2 separate regions of the Sus scrofa genome follow, and region 1 is linked to region 2. Evidence: chromatin contacts called from public HiChIP or PLAC-seq data. All regions are on one chromosome and are shown on one strand. Each heading gives the region's core, a stretch centred on a gene start, on an enhancer-like site or on the middle of the called end of the contact. The rest is flanking DNA. Distances are from core to core; before and after follow the strand shown.

Region 1 (3,340 bases), core at 735-3,234, 140 kb after region 2:
AAACAAAACAAAACAATCTGTTTCATTGTGCAGGAAAAGTTTTCCGTTTGAAAAAGGGTGGAATAATGAAAAAAAATTATTAGAATAGCTCAAAAAAGCATTTATAAATTAATGGTAAATAGACAGGACAGCGGAATTAAATAAACATGTAATTATTTAAGACAAACATACCAAGCCTGGCTTCAGGAGAACTGAGCAACTGCTCCAAAGATGGTGTGTGGATGCTGGCAGAAGATGAGGACTCGGCCTCCGTCGTCTCCATCCCTTCCCCCTCCTCCCGGGTGACCGCCTGCACATCCAGAAGTGGGAGGTCTGTGTTTCTCCTCTCTCGAAGGTTCTTCAGAGGTTGGTGGGAAGAAGCTGGGCCTATTACATGATTTTTTTTTTTGAAAGAGTAAGTGTGAGACTGCTCAAAATCATGGATTCAGCGTTAAAAAGATACACAATAAAGCTAAATGATTCTAGGGATGTCAAATGATATGGCAGAGAATTTGAATAACCAGAAGACAGGAGTTCCCGTCATGGCTCAGTGGTTAACGAATCTGACTAGGAACCATGAGGTTGCAGGTTCTATCCCTGGCCTTGCTCAGTGGGTTAAGGATCTGGCGTTGGCGTGAGGTGTGGTGTAGGTCGCAGACGTGGCTTGGATCCTGCGTTGCTGTGGCTCTAGTGTAGGCCAGCAGCTACAGCTCTGATTGACCCCTAGCCTGGGAACTTCCATATGCCACAGGAGCGGCCCAAGAAATGGCAAAAAGACAAAAAAAAAAAAAAAAAAAAAAAAAAAGCCCTAAAAACTTAGTGACTGAACTTTAAACCACTTAAGTCAATTCAGAACATGTGATAGTTACCACTAGCATTAAGATAAACTATTAGGGAACACAGTGCAGAGGGCTGGCCTGCTGCCAGCATGGGCAGAAATTCCTAAACCACATTCTAGCTATTTCTGAAGCAGGGGTCAGCTCTGAAGATGTCCCTGCTGGTTCCTGTCACTACCCGCTCTCATCTTCAGCATCCAGGCAAGGGCCCAAGCCCAGGGCAGGCTAACCTGTCACAGTTCCCGGGCAGGGCTTGCCTGCCTGCAAATAACCCACACTGAGTAGGGCTGGGTACTTTGAGCACATTACTTTACTAATCCCAAGAAACCAGAAGGTCAGAGACATTAAATGGCTTTGTCCAAGGACTCAGAACTGTGTTAGCAACCAGAATTCTGACCACAACTTTTAAGGTCCAATTTCATTTATTCTCCTTTCTATGAAGTCCCCATCCTCAGCTTTCAGACACTACCCTTCAGCTGCCTTTTGAGGCCTGTCTCTGAGTTTCTGACCCTCTTCTAACTGCCGATTCTACTGCTGACCCCTGGTTGGGTACTTCCTTTGATGACTCTTGGCTAATTTACAATTTCTTGAAGCTGGTTTCCAGCCTTGACAAGTGACCCATGGCTGCCAATGCCCTGGTGACAAGGCACCGGTACTAAGTCAAAGGCTGGTACTTAATACTCCAGAGTGTCCTCATCTTGGCTGACACATCCCATCTCTTCCAGGAAGCAGAATGACAGTTGTGTGGGTGCCTGAACTAAATCCCACTAATTACAAATCTGAAAGGCAAGAAGCCATGTGTGGCCAAGTGATCCTACAAATTCAGTGCTATCTAGAGTTTCTGATGAAAAACAGATGTATTTGGGGAGTTCCCGTTGTGGCTCAGTGGTAACAAACCCAACTGGTATCCATGAGGATGGGGGTTTGATCCCTGGCCTCCCTCAGTAGGTTGGGAATCCGGCATTGCTGTGAGCTATGGTATAGGCTGGCTGCTGAAGCTCTGATTTGACCCCTAGCCTGGGGACTTCCATATGCCTCGGGAGTGGCCCTAAAAAGCACCCCCCCACCAAAAAAAAAAAAACTGGATGTATTTGATGACTAACAGTGACTCAGTGGCCACTGGAATCTGGACACAGGTCATGAGACGGATAGAGCCCGTGAGTCAGACGAGAAGAAAAACATGAAAACTGGTACTGAGAGGTCATGGAGGTAAGACGGGCTCAGTGTTCCAGTCTCACTAAGCAAATCCCATACTCATTGATCATGGAAGCGATGCTGCTCGTCACCCACAAAGTTTTCATTTTCTCAAGAAGATGTGGGGGACGCGTTTCAGTGGCAGAGACACATGCACCGGGGCGCCCCACACACGCACGTACCTCTCGTTGCTGGCTCGCTCCGCAGCTGGAAGAGCTGGGCCTCCAGCTGGGACAGCTGCTGCTGCAGCGTCTCCACCGTCCCCCGGTGCTCCTCCTGCAGCTGCCGCACCTGGTCCCGGAAGCCACCACGCAGTGCCTCGCCCTGGGCCGCCAGCTGGGCTGCCATCTGTGCCTGCTCAGTCCGTAGCGCCGTGTTCTCCGCCTGCACCGAGCACAGCCTATGGAGAGGGGCCAATGCCAAGGCTGAGACCCAAGTCCACCCAGCCTGGAAAAAGTCAGCCACCCTTGGGCGCAGGAGGAGGCTCAGGTGAGCAGCGGTCAGGACACATGGTGAAGTCACTTTACACCAGTCCACTTCTCCAGGCCAGCCTGGGTGGCAGCGCACACAAACACAGGATAAACTTGCCTTTTCCCTATCACCCTCAAAACATGAAAAAGGACACTTTCAATCATACAGAAAGCCCTGGAAGGAAGTTCTGGCCATTTTGGAACCAATTAACATGAACCCCCAAAACAGACTTAGTTTTCTGCAGCTGCTTCCGGGGCACCTTGTCCAATGCAGGTTCTCCTCCCAGAGCCACCGCATGAGAAAACCGAAAGCAGGGCTGGCAATTGGCCACTTTTACTGTAGTCCACCTGACACTGACTGGGGAATTGCTAGCTTTAATGATTCACTTAGAGTGTTGATATATCTGACTTAACTATAGTTAAGTAAGATAAGACTTATGATTTTATATATCTGACTTTGGTAAAACATCATTTTTCTTTTTATATAAGTATACTCTTGGAAATTCAAACAATATGGAACCAATTACAGAAAAAACAAGAGCCTTCTTTTATCCACTCCACCCCTGCAATATGAAGTCCAGCTCTTGGGGGAAAGAGCCCAGCACAGAGCTCTCTGAGATTTTTCCTATGTGCTACAGGGGAGCACATGATACAAAGTTTTAAATAAGGCTGAGTGGCTAAAGGGAGACCTGCAGTAAAAACACAATGTTTCAAAAGAGGTGTCTTAATTGCCAAGGTCACAGATGGATGACTTTAGATTCTCTCTAGCACTTTGTTCAAACAACACCCACCGACAAGTAAAGGAAGAGCTGGTGGCAGCGACAAGTCTCTATGGAGGATAAAAGCTACGGGGAGAGCTTA
Region 2 (3,221 bases), core at 666-3,165:
GGACACTAGCCTGGCCAACGTGGATGGGGATGCACTCAAGCATGAGTGAGTCTTGCAGGATTCCACAGGGCTGGAGGAACTGAGGGGACAGCCACAAAGGTCTCCCACTGACCGGCTACCACGGGGTCCAGGGAGACGCAGTCCTTTTTTACCTCTGACACACTCATTTTCTCCAATTCCTGAAGAGTTCACTTCATACTCCTCCTCTTTCCTCCAACTCTCACTTTCAACTTAGGATCACAGCTCATCCCCCGAGGGGAAATGGAAGCTACCACCTATAAGCGCCACCATACCTTCTACGCTCACTCACCTCCCTGCTCACGCCACTCAGCACAGACTGTGCTCTCCACTAGCGCCCTCTTTCCTTCTGAATCATTTCACAAACTTACATTTGCCTGCTATAATGGCAAAAGCCCTAGACTTCAATTATATGTTTAAAAACAGGAGTTCCCACTGTGGCAACAGGGCCAGCAGCCTCTCTGTATTGTCAGGACACAAGTTCGACACCACACCTGGCACAATGAGTAGATTAAAGGATCCAGTATTACCGAAGCTGCAGTGTAGATCACAACTGTGGTGCAGATCACAAGTGTGGTTCAGATCTGATCCCTGGCCCAAGAAATCCATGTGCCACAGGGCGGCCCAAAAAGGAAAAGAAAGAAAGAAGCGGGGGAGAGAGAGAGACAATGAGAGAGAGGAAGAAGCAAAGAAGGGCCAGAAAACTATTTACTATAAATAAGCCTCAAATTTTAGGAGATACTGAATTACTCTGCTAAATAGTTATCAATCTCATGGATTTCTATTCCAAAAAATGGGGGGGTGGGGAGGCTCTGACATAGATTTAGTTTTAGACAACATCTTTAAAGAGTCATTAAAGAAAATCAAGATGCCTCAGAAGCATTTAACTTTTCTTACACTGCAAGAAAAATAAGTCCCTCCCATTATTTACATAGTTCCTAATGTCACTGTCACCAAATGGACTGTACTGTCACGGCCAATAAGAAAACTATGTTTGAGATATAAGACAAAGGTAATAAGATAAATCTGTACAATGATACCTAACATTTTAGATTAATATTTAAAACCCAAGTGTGCTTATCACAGAGAGGGAAAAAAAAAAAGTTTCTAGTTTTTAAAACGCTTTTGATTTATAAATCCGGGAGTTCCCATTGTGGCGCAGTGGAAATGAATCTGACTAGTAACCATGAGGTTGCAGGTTCAACCGCTGGCCTCGCTCAGTGGGTTAAGGATCCGGTGTTGCTGTGAGCTGTGGTGTAGGTCACAGCTGTAGCTCCGATTAGACCCCCAGCCTAAGAACCTCCATATGCTGTGGGTGCAGCCCTAAAAAGGAAAAAAAAAAAAAAAAATCTGTACACAATCATTCAATTTATTGATCTATAATAGCCAAAATCTGGAAACCAAAATCTCCCTCAAAAGTAAATAGTTAGGAGTTCCTGTCATGGCTCAGCAGTAACGAACCCAACCAGTATCCAAGAGGATTCAGGTTTGATCCCTGGCTTGCTCAGTGGGTTAAGGATCTGGCGTTGCCCTAAGCTATGGTGTGAGTAGCAGATGCAGCTCAGATCCCCGGGTTGCTATGGCTATGGTGTAGGTTGGCAGCTTACAGCTTCGATTCGATCCCTAGCCTGGGAACTTCCACATGCCACAGGTATGGCCCTAAAAAGACAAAAAAAAAAAAAAAAAAAAGGAAATGGGTAAACCATAGGACACATCCATGTGACAAGATACCACTCAACAATAAAAGGAACCAACTACTGACACACACAACCTGGCTGGTATCAAGGACATTGTGCAGGATGAAAAACTCACCCTCAGAAGATCACATGCTGCATGATTCTACTTCTGCAACATTTTAAATTACAAAACCATAAAGACAGAAGAAATGAGCAGTTAGCAGAAGTTAAGGATGATGGGATGGAGGGGTGAATGTGACCACAAAAGGGCAGCACAAAGAGCACCACCCTGTGCTGATGGATGGTTCTGTATGGCGACTGTGGTGCTGATTATGGAAATCCACACACACAGTAAGATGAAAATATACATACATGCACCAATGCCTAAATCTTGATTCTGATATTGTTATAGCTACACTAAGATGTAACCAACCACTGAAAGAACTGGATGAAGTATATTCAGGACCTCTCTGTACAATTTTTGCAATTTCCTAAGAAAATCTCTAATTTCAAAATTAAAGTTTTAAAAACTCTGTCAGAAACATGTATAAATGGCAGAGCAAGGGGGTCCTGTTAAAAATACACCCTGAAAACTGTTTGCCTAATACATTTGGAAAGATTTTTCTCCCCCAAGAGCCATTTTACTCAGTAAAGAATAACAATCAGAATCAGTTAATACGTTAGCAACAACTTGTAAGTACCTCTAACATACTTGAGAAACTGTCTTTAACTTTGGCCTGAAAACCTCACTATTCCATAAACACAGTCCTTTCCATTTTCAGGCAACAGTTCTTTAAAAACTTTTTAACTCTAAACTGTCATCACCCTATGGGTAATTTTCACCCAATGAAGCACAATTTTGTATCACTGACAGCTCAATTTAAATTGAGGAAACAGTAAAATCCCTACAATATGAATCACCCCAGGATAAATGTGGCGCCATCCCTGAGGCACACAGCGCGGCCGGCACACTGGGGTGCATGCATAGCCCATGAAATGGCTTTCACAGTAAAGCAACATCCATCACCTCATAGAGCTACAAATTATTCCTTCCTGTGATGACAACTTCTTAGATCTACACTCTTGGCAACTCTAAAATGCACATTACAGTACTGTTAACTGCAGTACCCTGCTGTACGTGACACCCCAAGGACTTACTGATCTTATAGAAGGGCGGGTACCCTTCTGACCCCCTTTCACCCACTGCCCACATGCCCAACCCCACACACACGAGTTTAAGACTTGCTCCTGAAAAGTCATTTAGACTCCAAATACTAGAAATAGCTGTATCTTAAGTTTTCCCCAACTGCTTTTATTATATGCTTTGTTTTGCTCAGTTTTTTACCTTTAGTTTATAAATTGCAGGACTTCCTGGAAAAAGTTTAGCTGCTCTTTCAACCCAGTATTTTGCTCTTCCATCACTAACATCATTTTTACAGAGCAATTCTGCAATCTTCAACACAAGATCTTTTTGCGTTGGGTTTAATTCCACTGAACGCTGTTATCAAAAAAGAAATCAGAAATTAG

The links. HiChIP or PLAC-seq counts read pairs in DNA pulled down with a chosen protein or histone mark.
Region 1: an H3K27ac HiChIP or PLAC-seq map of alveolar macrophages shows a contact between it and region 2. The contact joins two enhancer-like sites. A contact is called at or near these places in 3 of 47 Hi-C or Micro-C datasets (embryonic fibroblasts, mesenteric adipose tissue and omental adipose tissue) and 1 of 2 datasets of contacts at active chromatin or transcription factors (alveolar macrophages).

The regions. Positions count from the first base shown.
Region 1 is chr3:47,725,132-47,728,471 of Sscrofa11.1, forward strand. It overlaps GCC2 (GRIP and coiled-coil domain-containing protein 2), which reads right to left. Exons shown (of 23, transcript XM_003124853.6): 19 at 2,192-2,409; 20 at 172-366. Among named protein-coding and RNA genes, the nearest start is that of GCC2, 32 kb to the right of the region's middle. Within about 2 kb of position 1,985, at least 21 of the 83 cell types and tissues checked have an H3K27ac peak or open chromatin away from gene starts, as enhancers often do. A contact at or near this core is called in alveolar macrophages, where this site is marked.
Region 2 is chr3:47,585,671-47,588,891 of Sscrofa11.1, forward strand. It overlaps LOC100511376 (E3 SUMO-protein ligase RanBP2), which reads right to left. Exons shown (of 30, transcript XM_021087106.1): 4 at 3,040-3,192. It also overlaps the pseudogene LOC100512223. Among named protein-coding and RNA genes, the nearest start is that of LIMS1, 42 kb to the right of the region's middle. Within about 2 kb of position 1,916, at least 1 of the 83 cell types and tissues checked has an H3K27ac peak or open chromatin away from gene starts, as enhancers often do. A contact at or near this core is called in alveolar macrophages, where this site is marked.